2 separate regions of the Pan troglodytes genome follow, and region 2 is linked to region 1. Evidence: chromatin contacts called from public HiChIP or PLAC-seq data. All regions are on one chromosome and are shown on one strand. Each heading gives the region's core, a stretch centred on a gene start, on an enhancer-like site or on the middle of the called end of the contact. The rest is flanking DNA. Distances are from core to core; before and after follow the strand shown. Region 1 holds the start of FAM98B (family with sequence similarity 98 member B). Region 2 holds the start of LINC02694 (long intergenic non-protein coding RNA 2694).

What was found. HiChIP or PLAC-seq counts read pairs in DNA pulled down with a chosen protein or histone mark.
Region 2: a contact with region 1 is called in an H3K4me3 HiChIP or PLAC-seq map of stem cell-derived excitatory neurons, with 5 times the contacts expected there. The contact joins the promoter of LINC02694 here to the promoter of FAM98B in region 1. A contact is called at or near these places in 1 of 7 Hi-C or Micro-C datasets (stem cell-derived neural progenitor cells) and 1 of 1 datasets of contacts at active chromatin or transcription factors (stem cell-derived excitatory neurons).

The regions. Positions count from the first base shown.
Region 1 is chr16:30,400,632-30,406,737 of NHGRI_mPanTro3-v2.0_pri, forward strand. It overlaps FAM98B (family with sequence similarity 98 member B), which reads left to right and starts at 3,588. Exons shown (of 8, transcript XM_001138413.7): 1 at 3,588-3,725. The coding sequence starts at 3,655.
Region 2 is chr16:30,637,821-30,644,304 of NHGRI_mPanTro3-v2.0_pri, forward strand. It overlaps LINC02694 (long intergenic non-protein coding RNA 2694), which reads left to right and starts at 2,437. Exons shown (of 5, transcript XM_003314602.4): 1 at 2,437-2,556. The coding sequence starts at 2,437.

The sequences.
Region 1 (6,106 bases), core at 2,338-4,837:
CACTATAGGGTTAAGTTTTATAAATTACATGTGCACTTGAAAAATGCATATTCTGAAGTTTTGGGAGGGGTAGAGATTTATCTATATCAATTAGGTCAAATTTATAAATTATGTTTTCCAAGTCTTACTGACTTGGAATATTTTATGCCTACTGATTTTTTTTGACTGCTTGTTATATTAGTTAATGTGATTGTGACTTTGTCTATTTCTCCTTTAAGTTGTTGGCTTTTAAATTTATATACTCTGAGGCTGGTTATTAAGCAAATAAACATTTAGAATTCTTACGGTTTTCTGCGTCGTGACCCTTTTATCATTATGAAATGTCCCTATTTATCTCTCTGTAATATTATAATGCTTCTGTGTTAATAGCTATTTTTTCTAATCTTAATATTGCTACCCAGCTATGTTTTGGTTTGATATTTTATCTTCCATTTTTGCCTTCTTTTAGATTTAACAAGTATTTTTCATTATTCCATTTCTCCCTTTTCTTAGTTGTTAGTTATATACTATTTCATAATTCTGTTAGTGATTACCTAAATGATGGCAATATGCAATCTTGATTTGCTACCATAAATTCATTATTTTACCACTGCCTGGATAATGGAAGAACATTATTGTTTTTAAACTCTTTGTCAGCACCTCACCCCCTGAATTCTCTCTATATTTTACATTTCAGAAGTCATTACTATTACTGTTTTGAATAGTCAATATTTATCTAGTTTCACTTACATATTTACCATTTCCAGTGATACTCTTCATTATTTTTTGCACCATTGGGATTTCATCTGGCATCATTTTTTTAACCCGAAGAACCCTCTTTAATATTTCTTTTGACATGGGTCTGCTGGAAACAATTTACATGAGTTTTGTTTATCTGAAAACATCTTTATTTTGCCTTCATTTCTTAAGGATATTTCCACTGTGTAAAATTCTGGACTTGTCATTATTTAAAGCATATGAAAGATGTTGTTTCATGATTTTCTTGCTTCCATTGTTTCTTTTGAGAAGTCAGCTTATATTATTGTTAAAGTTTGATTTTTTTCTCCAGCTGCTTTTAAGCTTTTCCTTCTATCTTTTGTTTTCAGCATTTTTACTAAAATTTTCCTAAATTGTGAATTTCTTTGTATACGTCCTGGTTGACATTAACAGTGCTCTTGGATCAGTGTTTTGTCAGGAAATTTTTAGCAGAGTCTCTTCTTGCTTCTGTCTCATTTTCTCAAGGGTCTTGTTGGAGTCCAATTATTCCATTTACTATGTTAGACCTTTTCAGTTTTTTCAAATATCTGTCATGCTTTTTTTTTTCTTTTGAGACAGGGTCTCACTCTGTTGCCCAGGCTGGAGTGCAGTGGCTTGATTACAGCTCACGGCAGCCTCGGCCTCCTGGGCTCAAGCAATCCTGATCCTCCTGCCCTAGCTTCCTCAATAGCTAGGACTACAAGTGCATACCACCATACCTGACTAATTTTTAAATTTGTTGTAGAGATATGGTCTCACTTTGCTGCCCAGGCTGGTCTCAAACTCCTGGACTCAAGTGATCCTCCCACCTCAGCCTCCCAAAGTGCTGGGATTACAGATGAGAGCCACCATGCTAGGCCAGTCATGCTTTTTTGTTTGTTTTTAGTTCTTTTTCTGTGCATAACTTTTGTTATTCATTTATTTAGATTTTTTAGGAAAACCAGCAGCAGAACACTTAAGATCAACAATAATAAAGAACAGTTACCTCATTTCTATTTGATTTTTACAGAGACTTTTTGCCAAGATTACTAAGACTAGTACCTTCTATGACACCCCAACTCTGACAAGAGGCAGTAACCACTAATACACATTCTCCTCTCCCTTATTTGGAGATGAATTCAGATACATTAAACTGCAAGTAATTTTACGCTTAAGCCTTGTACAACACTAAAATATACAGTAATAATAGTCATTATACAAATGTATGGTTGAGTTTATGATATGGTTAGGATCTGTGTCTGTGCCCAAATCTCATGTTAAATTATAATCCCCAATGTTGGAGGAGGGACCTGGTGGGAGGTGATTGGATCATGAGGGCAGAGTTCTCTTGAATGGTTTGACACCATTCCTGCCTTGGCACTGTATAGTGAGTGAGTTATCATGAGATCTGGTTTTTTAAAAGTGTGTGGCAGATCACGAGGTCAGGAGTTCGAGACCAGCCTGACCAACCTGGTGAAACCCCGTCTCTACTAAAAATACAAAAATTAGCCGGGCGTGGTGGTGGGCGCCTGTAATCCCAGCTACTCGGGAGGCTGAGGCAGGAGAATCGCGTGAACCCGGGAGGCGGAGTTTGCAGTGAGCTGAGATCATGCCACTGCACTCTAGCCTGGGCGACAGTGCGAGACTGAAAAAAAAAAAAAAAAAAGTATGTGGCACCTCCCTGCACCCTCTCTCTTCCTCTTACTCCGGCCACGTGATAGCTGCACTCCCCCTTCCCCTTCTGCCACAACTGTCCATTTCCTGAGGCCTCCCCAGGAGTGGAGCAGATGCCAGCATCATGCTTCGTGTACAGCCTGTGGAACCATGAGCCAATTAAACCCCTTTTCTTTATAAATTACCCAGTCTCAGGTATATCTTTATAGCAACATGAGAGTGGACTACTACAGCTTACCTTTGAGTGTTTTACACATTTATGGGTATGCTTTTTGTTTGTAACCATAATTAGGAAGGTGAGAGCATTACTGGTCTTTATTGGACTGGGGCTACGAATGCTATGTAGTCTGCAATGGAAGGGACAGGTCCATACAAGGGATCAATAGTTATACTTCATGCAGGATTTCCAACAGTTCTGCTGGAGTATTCATGTAGGTGACATGCCTGCTAATAATGATCTAACCTTATACTCTTAGTACCTTTTACATATGAACCCTAAAATACATTTTTTAAATCCTTTAGATAAGAGATTGAATTCTTCATGGATAGTACACAGAGGGTATATTATGTTTTGTTTGTTTGCAACTTTACAGAGAATTCGCCACAATTTTGGAAAACCACATCAACTACCTTACTTTGCTGGCGGTATGTTTGTTGCTTATACAACTGATGCTTTGTCAGCAATGAAGCACATCATCTGAATATGCATTTGAGGGGATTCTACATAGATAGATGCAAGCATCTGATCACTTCATTGGTCTTCCGCATTTCATAAGGAGAAAAATATTACCTTGTTATAAATTACTTCATTTTTTCCTTCAAGTTGAAGCATCGTCGTGTATATTGATTTAAAAATTATATGTGTAGGCATGTGATATTAGTTACTAATTTTAGCTGAAGATAATTATAATTTCATTTCAGATTTCTGTTATTAAAAAGAAGGTCTGGAATCGGATAGGTTGAGATCAACCCGATACCACGATATTTGCTAAAATTTATTTGAACACACAGAAAAGTCCCAACACAGAGACCTCTTTATTACTATTATTTATTATTTCTACTATTCTTTTAAAAAATTATTATCGTTACACGCAGCGGTTTTAGGCACTATCAAGTGTTTATTGCCTCGGGGCTGGGAACCTTTGCGCCCTTCTTCAGCTGTGCTCTGAGGCAGTTACCGGCCAGACCCGGACCGGAACCTTGGCGCGGTGACGCTAGTTTCCGGCGGGCTACTTAGAGCGCCGAACAGCTCTGGGCCAAAGGACCATGAGAGGGCCGGAGCCGGGTCCCGAACCGACGATGGAGGGAGACGTGCTGGACACACTGGAGGCGCTGGGGTGAGTGCTTTCGGAGACGCCTTTTCCCTGAAAACGCAACCTCTCCTTGGCCTGGCTGCTTAGCCTACTTCCCTTGGGCCTCTGTGGGCCTGGGCGGCCATGTGTAGGCCTCCTTCCCTGCCTCGATCCCTCCGGCGCCGACGGAGTTAAGCGGGAGGCGGGAGAGAAATCTATCTGGGGGGTGGAGCAGGGCCGGAGAGCTGGGGTTCGTGGCCCCCTCTTCCAAACTTCTTGCCTCGAAACTCTATTGCAGGAATCCGCCGGGTGGCGCGGAGCGGCCCTTGTAGCCCCGGTTTTCTGGGCGAGCTCGCGCCCGCGGGTGATATTTGTGTTGACGTAGTTGTGGCGCCCGGAGGGAGGTGCTGGAACCTGAGCTGCTGTTGAGGACTGTTGTCTCCTACAATGTACAACTTGTGGCTTACTTGGGGCTCTGGAGCGAATGGCTTTTACTTTGACCGGAGAAAGTGTTGTAGTTCATTGCGAGTTCGTTCTTTCAACCATTTCGTCCGTTCGTCAACGTGTATATTAGCTTGTATATTAATTTACACATATTTACGTTTGTAAATTTCCCCTAGGCAAGGGAAAAGGATAGTTTTTCAGATTACTCTTGGCTTACATAGTCGCGCAGGCTGCAAGTCTGCTGCTGGCTGGTATTTACAGTGCAGAATGGTAAGTGCTGTGAGAACTCAGGGTGGAGGTGGGAGTAATGTTAATACTTAACAAGTGTGGTGGTTCGTAATCTCCCCCTCAACCTCATCCTGTTTTTTTCCACAGAGCTCTTGTCCCCATCCCAAATTATCATGTCCTGCCCATTCATTTGTCTCTTGAACTCTGCTTCTCCCTCGTTTTATTCCTCCTCCTCCCCAAGTCAGCTCCTGGAAAACTGATGCTTTGCATATTTTATTCACTGATGTTTTCCCAGCAACACACTAGAACGGAGTCTTTTACAGTAAATAGTGGTTGAATGAATGAGTAAATGAATGAAGAAAAGCTTAGAGAAGAGTCCACAGCAGTAAGCATAGGACCAGATAGTTGAGTCATACAGTGCACATTAAATAAAGAGCTTGGAGCCATCTGCACATTTGTTTGCCCTGCTACGTGCTGCTGTTTCTTGATAGGGGAAGCTGTGCCTTTGCAGCGTTATTATGAAGCTTGAACCAATCCCACACCCCACTTTATCTTCTCTAAAACTGCATTTGCCCCTCTATCAATTGTTTCTTTAGTTGAACCCTGATAATACCTACTTTGCAGTGACCCAGGGTTACGGAGTCTTGCACTTAGTAGATCGTGAATACATATTTGTCAAACGAAAGAACAGTGCCATTGATTATTTAGGGGGCATTTTTACTTCTGTGAAGTCCCTTGGAAGTTCTCACTTAACTTGGTTAAGAAGGAACCAAAACAAGAACTGAAAATACTTAGTAGAATTATTTAGGCTCCAAACAGTTTGAGCTCCCAAGTACTTCAGGTAAGAATATTGGGAACTCATAAATGGTTTATGAAAAAGGAAAAGGCAGTGCTTTTCTTCTTTCTTCATTTCTTGAACTTATTGTTCATATATAAGTGTTTTAGAAAATTCATTGCTATAATCTTGATTTTTATCAAGGAAAATTAGTCAGATTATTCAACATGGAAAGTAAAACAGTTTACACACTCCAAAATTAGTTTTTCCTGGAATAACTATGAGGGCAACATTTTGAAGTTTGAATTCTCCTATGATAATACGATGTGAAAAAAGTAGTTATTTACAATATGTGTTGTAATGGAACACTGTGTTTTCAAATATCCATGTAGATAGTGAATAATGCATTTTCTATTGTAAGGTATTGAGGATATCAGCAAAGGTACTTCAGTTTGTCATGTAAAATAAATTAATGGGAGGCATTTGAAGGGAAAAATCTATGTGAAAGGACAATTTAGTGATACAGGTGAAAACAGGATAGGCTAGGAGTCAGTCAGTTTTCTCATCTGTGAAAAGAGAGGGCTGGAGCAGATGATTTTAGAAGTCTCTTTCAGTTCTGATAGTCTCTGATTTTGTGGAATAGTAGATCTCAACACTGGAAGTACATCAGAGTCGTGTGGAACTTGTGAAAAACTGTTCCAGTCTAGTATATACCATAGACTGACCGAATCATAATCTTCAGAGGTACAGTACAGACCTGCATATTTTTAAAAAGATTCACAGACTCAGTTGAGAAACACTACTATGGAGAGAAGTTTCCTTTAAATATTTATTTATTGAACACACTATATATTGGACCTCTTTCTGAGGAGTCAGTGGTGAGCAATAGACTTGGTTCCTACCCCTGTGGAGTTTATAATCTAGTGGAGAAACAGACATGATCACAAAAATAATTATAAACTATAATAAATGTGTCAAA
Region 2 (6,484 bases), core at 1,187-3,686, 240 kb after region 1:
TTGAAACATTAGCAGTCAGAGCGAGAGATAATAGAGCAAAAGGTCAAAAGACAGTGCCTTTTTTAATGTGGTCACTCTCCTTGATAGCAGAGCCTGCCAATGCTTCTGATGTAATTGCCACACCAGCTGATACGAGGATTTAAGGAAAGGGAGTTCACACAGCACTTGGCGCAGGGCTTGATACGCAGAGCTCAGTAAGCGTTAGTTATGACTATTTTTTTTTTATTAACTCACTCTTTTACCAGTGTTCCCATGTGCTTTATGAATAACTTACCATGGCACTTATTTGCTTGGGAAGTTGTGTAGCCTCTTTGCACTGCAGTTTCCTCATCTGTGAGATGGGAATGCTAGCAGCACTGCTGTCTGGGGGTATCGTGAAGATGACTTGAGATGATGCATAAAGCCCTCTCAACAGGAAGCACCCAGAAGGCATCAGCCGTTACAGTTGCTTGGTGGGAGGGAGCTGAGCAACACCATAAGCATAGCTGGGCCTAATGCATGTTAGGTAATTCCAAGTACATTTGGGAAGGACAAATATGTCAAGACCTAGTCTAGTGAGGATCAGGAGAACTGCAGCTAGTGCTGTGGGGTGTCCACTGTGGGGAGGTGGGCAGAGTTGTATGGGTGCCCTAAGCTGTAGGTCTTCTGTGCCTTACTTACCTCCTGGGTTTGACTGGAAGACTTTTAGAGAAAACACTGAAACCACCTTTGCAAAAAATTATAACAGTAAGAAAATTAAGACAGTGAAAGAGATCTGACTTACCTGCCTCCATCTTGCATGTAACCTCCAAGCTGTCTTTGTTCATTCCTCGGCATAGGCTGAGCTGACGTTGGGAGGAACCTAGTTTATAGTTTAACTTTGAAACAAAGATGATAACAGCCCTTTGCTGAAATGAACCCTCTTCTTGCCGGGGGGACCAGAATGTCTTTGTAGGCCTAACAAATTAGCCACAAGATTAGAAATTATGGTGTAGGAGTCATGCAGCTAGCTAGAGGCCACAAGATTCTAAACCTTCTCAATTGCTCCTACGGATAACATCACTATTGTAAAACCTCAGATTGGTGCTCAAGATAGTTTTCAGACCCTGCACTGGATGGATCAGCTGGCACTACTCAGATCAACACACTGGCTCATCTGGTCTTGTGGCCCCCACCCAGGAAATGACTCAGCACAAGAGGACAGCTTTGACTCCCTGTGATTTCATCTCAGACCCAACCAGTCAGCTCTCCCTACTACTTGGCCCCCTACCCACCAAATTATCCTTAAAAAACCCCAGCCTCTAAATTTTGGGGGTGACTGTTTTGAGTAATAATAAAACTCTGGTATCCCATTGAGCCAGCTCTGCATGAATTAAACTGTTTCTCTCTTGCAGTTCCTCTGTCTTGATAAATCAGCCTGTCTGGGCAGTGGGCAAAATGAACCCCCAACAGGAGGATTTCAAATGTAAAGGTAAGGAAAACTATTACATGTCCCTGTGTTCTGGCAGCAGGTATGAGGCTGTGCCAGCCCTCCCTCTTGCCTGTGGATGGGACACTGTGAGCTATTCCAAAGAAGAATAAAGATGTGATCATTGCATTCAACTGAACCCCTTCGATGACCTGTGATTAGTCTGGGTAACATGTACTGCTCAGAAAGAAAGAGATATTGGAGATTTGTGTTTTCATCTGTCTAATTCAAAACATGCATGTGGATGAAGGGGACAAGCTCTGTCCTGGGGAGGGACAATGTACTCCTCTACCAAAGTAATTTTGTATTCTCAGTCCCCATTGGTGGCTCACACCCTCCCCACAAGTCTGACTTTGGATTTTCCCCTTTTTGGCCTACTTCCTTCTGGAGGCAACTCTGGGTGAAAGAAACCTCAAGGGGCAGGTGGTAGGAAGTCAGGCCAGGCTATTAGACTGGGGAAGGGAGAGAATATGGAGGCCAAGTCTTCCTGCTAATAGGAGATGAGGCTTTAGAAGCCACGAAAGACATAAGACTAACCAATGCTACCTGGCAATCCATTTCTATCAGCTCCAATCCTGGCTGCCTTTCAGCATTCACAGTCCAGTGCAGAGGAGGGTCTTTGAAGGTATAGGGATCAGAAAGAATTTCCTCCTTAGGTAAGATAAACTTTAATTTCTTTCTCTCTTCTCAGTAGGATTAACCTGATCTTCAAGGGAGAAAGCCAAGAGCCAGGGCAACCTTAGGTCAGGGGCTGGGGCCTTCTAAATGCAAGGGGATGTGCCTGGGAGATGTGTTCATGCTGGTCCTAGCCCAAGGTGGGAAAGTACTGGAGCTCGGGGGGCGGTGGCGATATGGAATTGGGAGGTAGGAGGTACTGCCAAGGCAATAAAAGAGAAAGTGTTAGCAGTTCCTATTCTAGGAGCAGCTTACTCTACAGGGAGGCAAGAGTGCATACTTTTATAGAGCTTCAAAGGAAAGAATAGTCGGAGATGCAGGCTCAGGAAGTAGGGCAGAAAATCCAAAGTCGGTGGCCTTATGGTATTGTCTGGATGAGCATGTTTTGCACTTTGAAGCTTCACAGACCCAGTGTTAGGGGAAGCCGCTTCAAGGTGAGGATCTAAGCCTCTCCATCAGACAGCAACTTCAATACCCAGCAAAGCGTAAAAAGCAATATTTTACTCATGTGAATGTACACGTGAAACAAGAGGGGGGAAGTGTGCCTGAAAAAAATAGCAAGCATCAAGTAGATGTGTTCTAAAGTAAAGAATAGGAGACCAGTAATTGCAGACCAAAAAGCTTTTTCCTCTCCAGAGCCCGAACACTAATGCAGGCATTGTTCCTCCTTCAGAAACCCCTCTTAATAGAGCATTAGTACTTCAGAACATTTATACCTATTAGGATATGCTCATCACAGCTCTTGACAAAGCCTCTAAATTATACCTTTTATAATTCCGTTATTCTTTTTGTGCTGCGAAGTCTTATGCTGTGCGTTAATGCAAGGCAATTAGCTTTATCAGGAAGAAAAGAAAAACTGGCTTGACTTCTTGCAAATGCTGAAATTGCCAGATCACACACTCTGTTACTATCGCCCTTGAGCGCCACCTTCAGGCAGTTCTTTGGTACTGTTGTGGAAATTTCTAGCCTTCTCAAGGTTGCTTGTGAACTGAAAGGCACAGACAGACCCCTTTCCTTAAGCTGCCTGTTGGAATATGGTGATACAGATAAGTATAAGAACCTTCCAAAAGGCAGTTTTATTTCTGGTGGCTGATTTTTCACTGATTTGATTATTTTATAATGACTAAATGTTAGAAAGAGGCCTTTCTAACATTTAATTTGGGGGCCCTAAATGAAAAATTACTGGACTGAAAAACTGGTTTGACTCATTAGTCACTGAGGTTATTGACTAAATGAATAAATTTACTAGATGTTTTACTGAAACCCAAGATGATCCTGATTCTTAAATTTAGCTGTTAATTTCAACCACCTTCCAAATTTCAAACCTGGCCTTCTTCTCCAATTTTATATTTTTAAACCTGGCAATTAATTACTAGATGATGTTCTTCATTTTCATGTAGGGATTCTGATGAATAGGAAAAAAAGAAGAGAAAAAGTTTCATAACCTTAACAAACTACGTTTACTAGTTAAAAACCATCTAGAAACCCGCTGATCTGATTCAAATAACTCCACTTATCTGTTGGTCTCTACTCACTCTTAGCTTCTATTGGCTGCCTCAGAGTTGAACTTGGCTTGACTTTCAGCTCTCCTGCTTTCTGTATGATTATATCACATAGAATGTTCTCAGCTTCAAGTAATAAAAAATCCAACAAAAACTGGCCACATCAAACTATTAACTCACTTAACACAGAAAGTCCGGGCGAGAGCAGTTTCAGGGTTGGGTAATTCATCTGTTCAATAATATCTCTTTTTTTTTTTGAGATGGAGTCTTGCTCTGTTGCCCAGGCTGGAGTGCAGTGGCGTGATCTCAGCTCAGCTCACTGCAACCTCTGCCTCCCAGGTTCAAGCGATTCTCCTGCCTCAGCCTCCTGGCTAGCTGGGATTACAGGTGCCTGCTACCATGCATGGCTAATTTTTGTATTTTTTTTTTAGTAGAGATGGGGTTTCACCATGTTGGCTAGTCTGATCTTGAGTTCCTGACCTCAGGTGATCTGCCTGCCTCAGCCTCCAAAAGTGCTGGGATTACAGGCGTGAGCTCGGTCCAATAATATCTTAAGTAGCCGGGCTTTCCCCTTCTTTTTCCCCTGCCGAATTTAGTGTGCTGGCTTTTGTTCTCCAGATGGTGTCCACAGTTCTAGGCATCACCTCGGGGTGCAGCACAGTCTGTTTCATCAACACAATATGTTTGTGTTTCAAAGAAAGGAATTTTGCTTTCCCAGAACCCAGCAGAACACTCTTCCTCCATGCTAATGAGAATGGAAATTATCATGAGTAGTTTAGGTTGGCCCATCCCAGTCCTGGCTGCACTTTTGAATCACTGGGGAGCTTTATAAAACGACTGAGGCCTAGACTCACTCCAGATAAGCTGGTTTAACTAGACTGGGATGGTTCTAATGGGCAGCCAGTGCTCAGACCACTGGCGTAGTTTAGTCATGATTCCCTTACATTGGCAGCGAGCAGCTCAGCCTCCCCTGAGCATGGCCCACCTGGTGCCTTTAAAAATTAGGGTTCTAATACTGGCAGGAGGTCCAGAGGGATGGTAATCCGGCAGTCAGACAAGCACATTTCTATAACCAGTCAACTGTACTTTGAGTCTTTAATCTTTTGCCTGGAAAATAGGAATTATAATATGTGACTTGCAAGGCATGCCTGCAGGGGTTGCAGCTCAGAAAACTCTGGAATGGGTCAGGGAGAATTCCAATCTTAGCTGTTTCTCAATCGCCAAAGCTCACAGAGATACCATTTTGTCTTTCCCTTTTTTTTTTTTCTCTTCTCAGGCTTCCCTCTTCCTGACTCAGGACAAGGCCTTGGGGTTGGGTGGTGGCAGGGAGAAGGTTCCAGGTGACTTCTTACTGTGCTTCTAAAGCAGCATTATTCACAGTAGTTGAGATATGAAAACAATGTGTCCATTGACAGATGACTGGATAAAGAAAATGTGGCATGCGTGTGTGTGTGTGTGTGTGTGTGTGTGACACACACAATGGAATATTATTTAGCCTTAAAAAGGAAGAAATCCTGCCAGTTGTGACAACATGGATTAACCTGGAGGACATTACGTTAAGTGAAATGTACCAGACACAGAACAACAAATATCATATGATCTCTTTTATATGAGGAATCTAAAAATAATCAAAACAGAGAGTAGACTGGCAGTTACCAAAGGGACCAGGGGCAGATGTAGGTCAAAGGGTACAAAACTGCAGTTACATAGGATGAATAAGTCTTGAAATCTAATGCACAGCACAAGGACGATATAATATTATATTATATACAGATGCTTCTCTAACATAACCTTATTGTAAGTCAAGAAGCATGCTGAATGTGTATCTCTTCCACATTGTCATAATGCTGAAACGTCTTAAGTCAAACCATCATTAAGTCAAGGACCATCTGTACAGGAAATTCGCTTAGAGAGCAGATTTTAGGTGTTCTTACCACACACCCTAAAAAAGGTAACTCTGTGAGATGATGATATGTTAATTGGCTTGACTCTAGTAATTATTTCACTATGTATATCAAAACATCACGTTGTGCATTATTAAATATATACAATAAACAAACAAACACTGACATGTCCAAATAAGTAAGTAAATATATAATAAAGTTTGATCCCCTTCCTCTCCAGCTGGCTTTATATCTCACTATCCAGCAATGGGAGGAAAACCAGGCAGCTTTTGTGGGCCTCTTGTCCTGGACTCCCTAATAGTTACTCTTGGGGCCGGCACCCAGTGTCTTGGTTCCCAGAGGTTTTCATGGAGGCTCTCTGAAAATAAGATTTCTTCAAGGAGTTTCTATCACAGGCTTGAAGGGCCCTAGTTATTTTACACATCAGTGTTCTTTTTTCCTGGGTGGGGAGGGAATGACGTAACACAGCCACGTACGTCGGAGACTCGAGCCTGGCTGCCTGGTCCTGCCCTCTCCATCAGAGCCCTTGTCCCCTTGGGATTTTCCCCTAGAGTCCAGTTTTCTCTCTTTCTCTCTCCAATTTGACCTCCTCTGGGGATTCCCAGCCCATCAAACATGTATGACTGAATATGTGTTTCCACACTCCATTGGCTGCCCACCATGTGCCAGATACCATCTGAACCTTGAGAACACAGCAGTGAACAAGACTGGCAAGGGCCCTGCTCCCACGGAGCTCACACTTGTGTAGGGTGACAGAAGACAGTAGACAATAAGCAAACCAGACCTAAGATCATGTCAGACAATGATAAGAAAATAAGAGGGGAAAGTGGGATAGTGAACCCTTGGGGTGGGTGGGCTACCTTAGAGGGGGCATCAGGCATCAGCACCTCTGAGGGGAGACATTTGAACTGAGGCCTGAACAGTGAGAGGGGCTCAGCCACAAAGAAGCTGAAGGA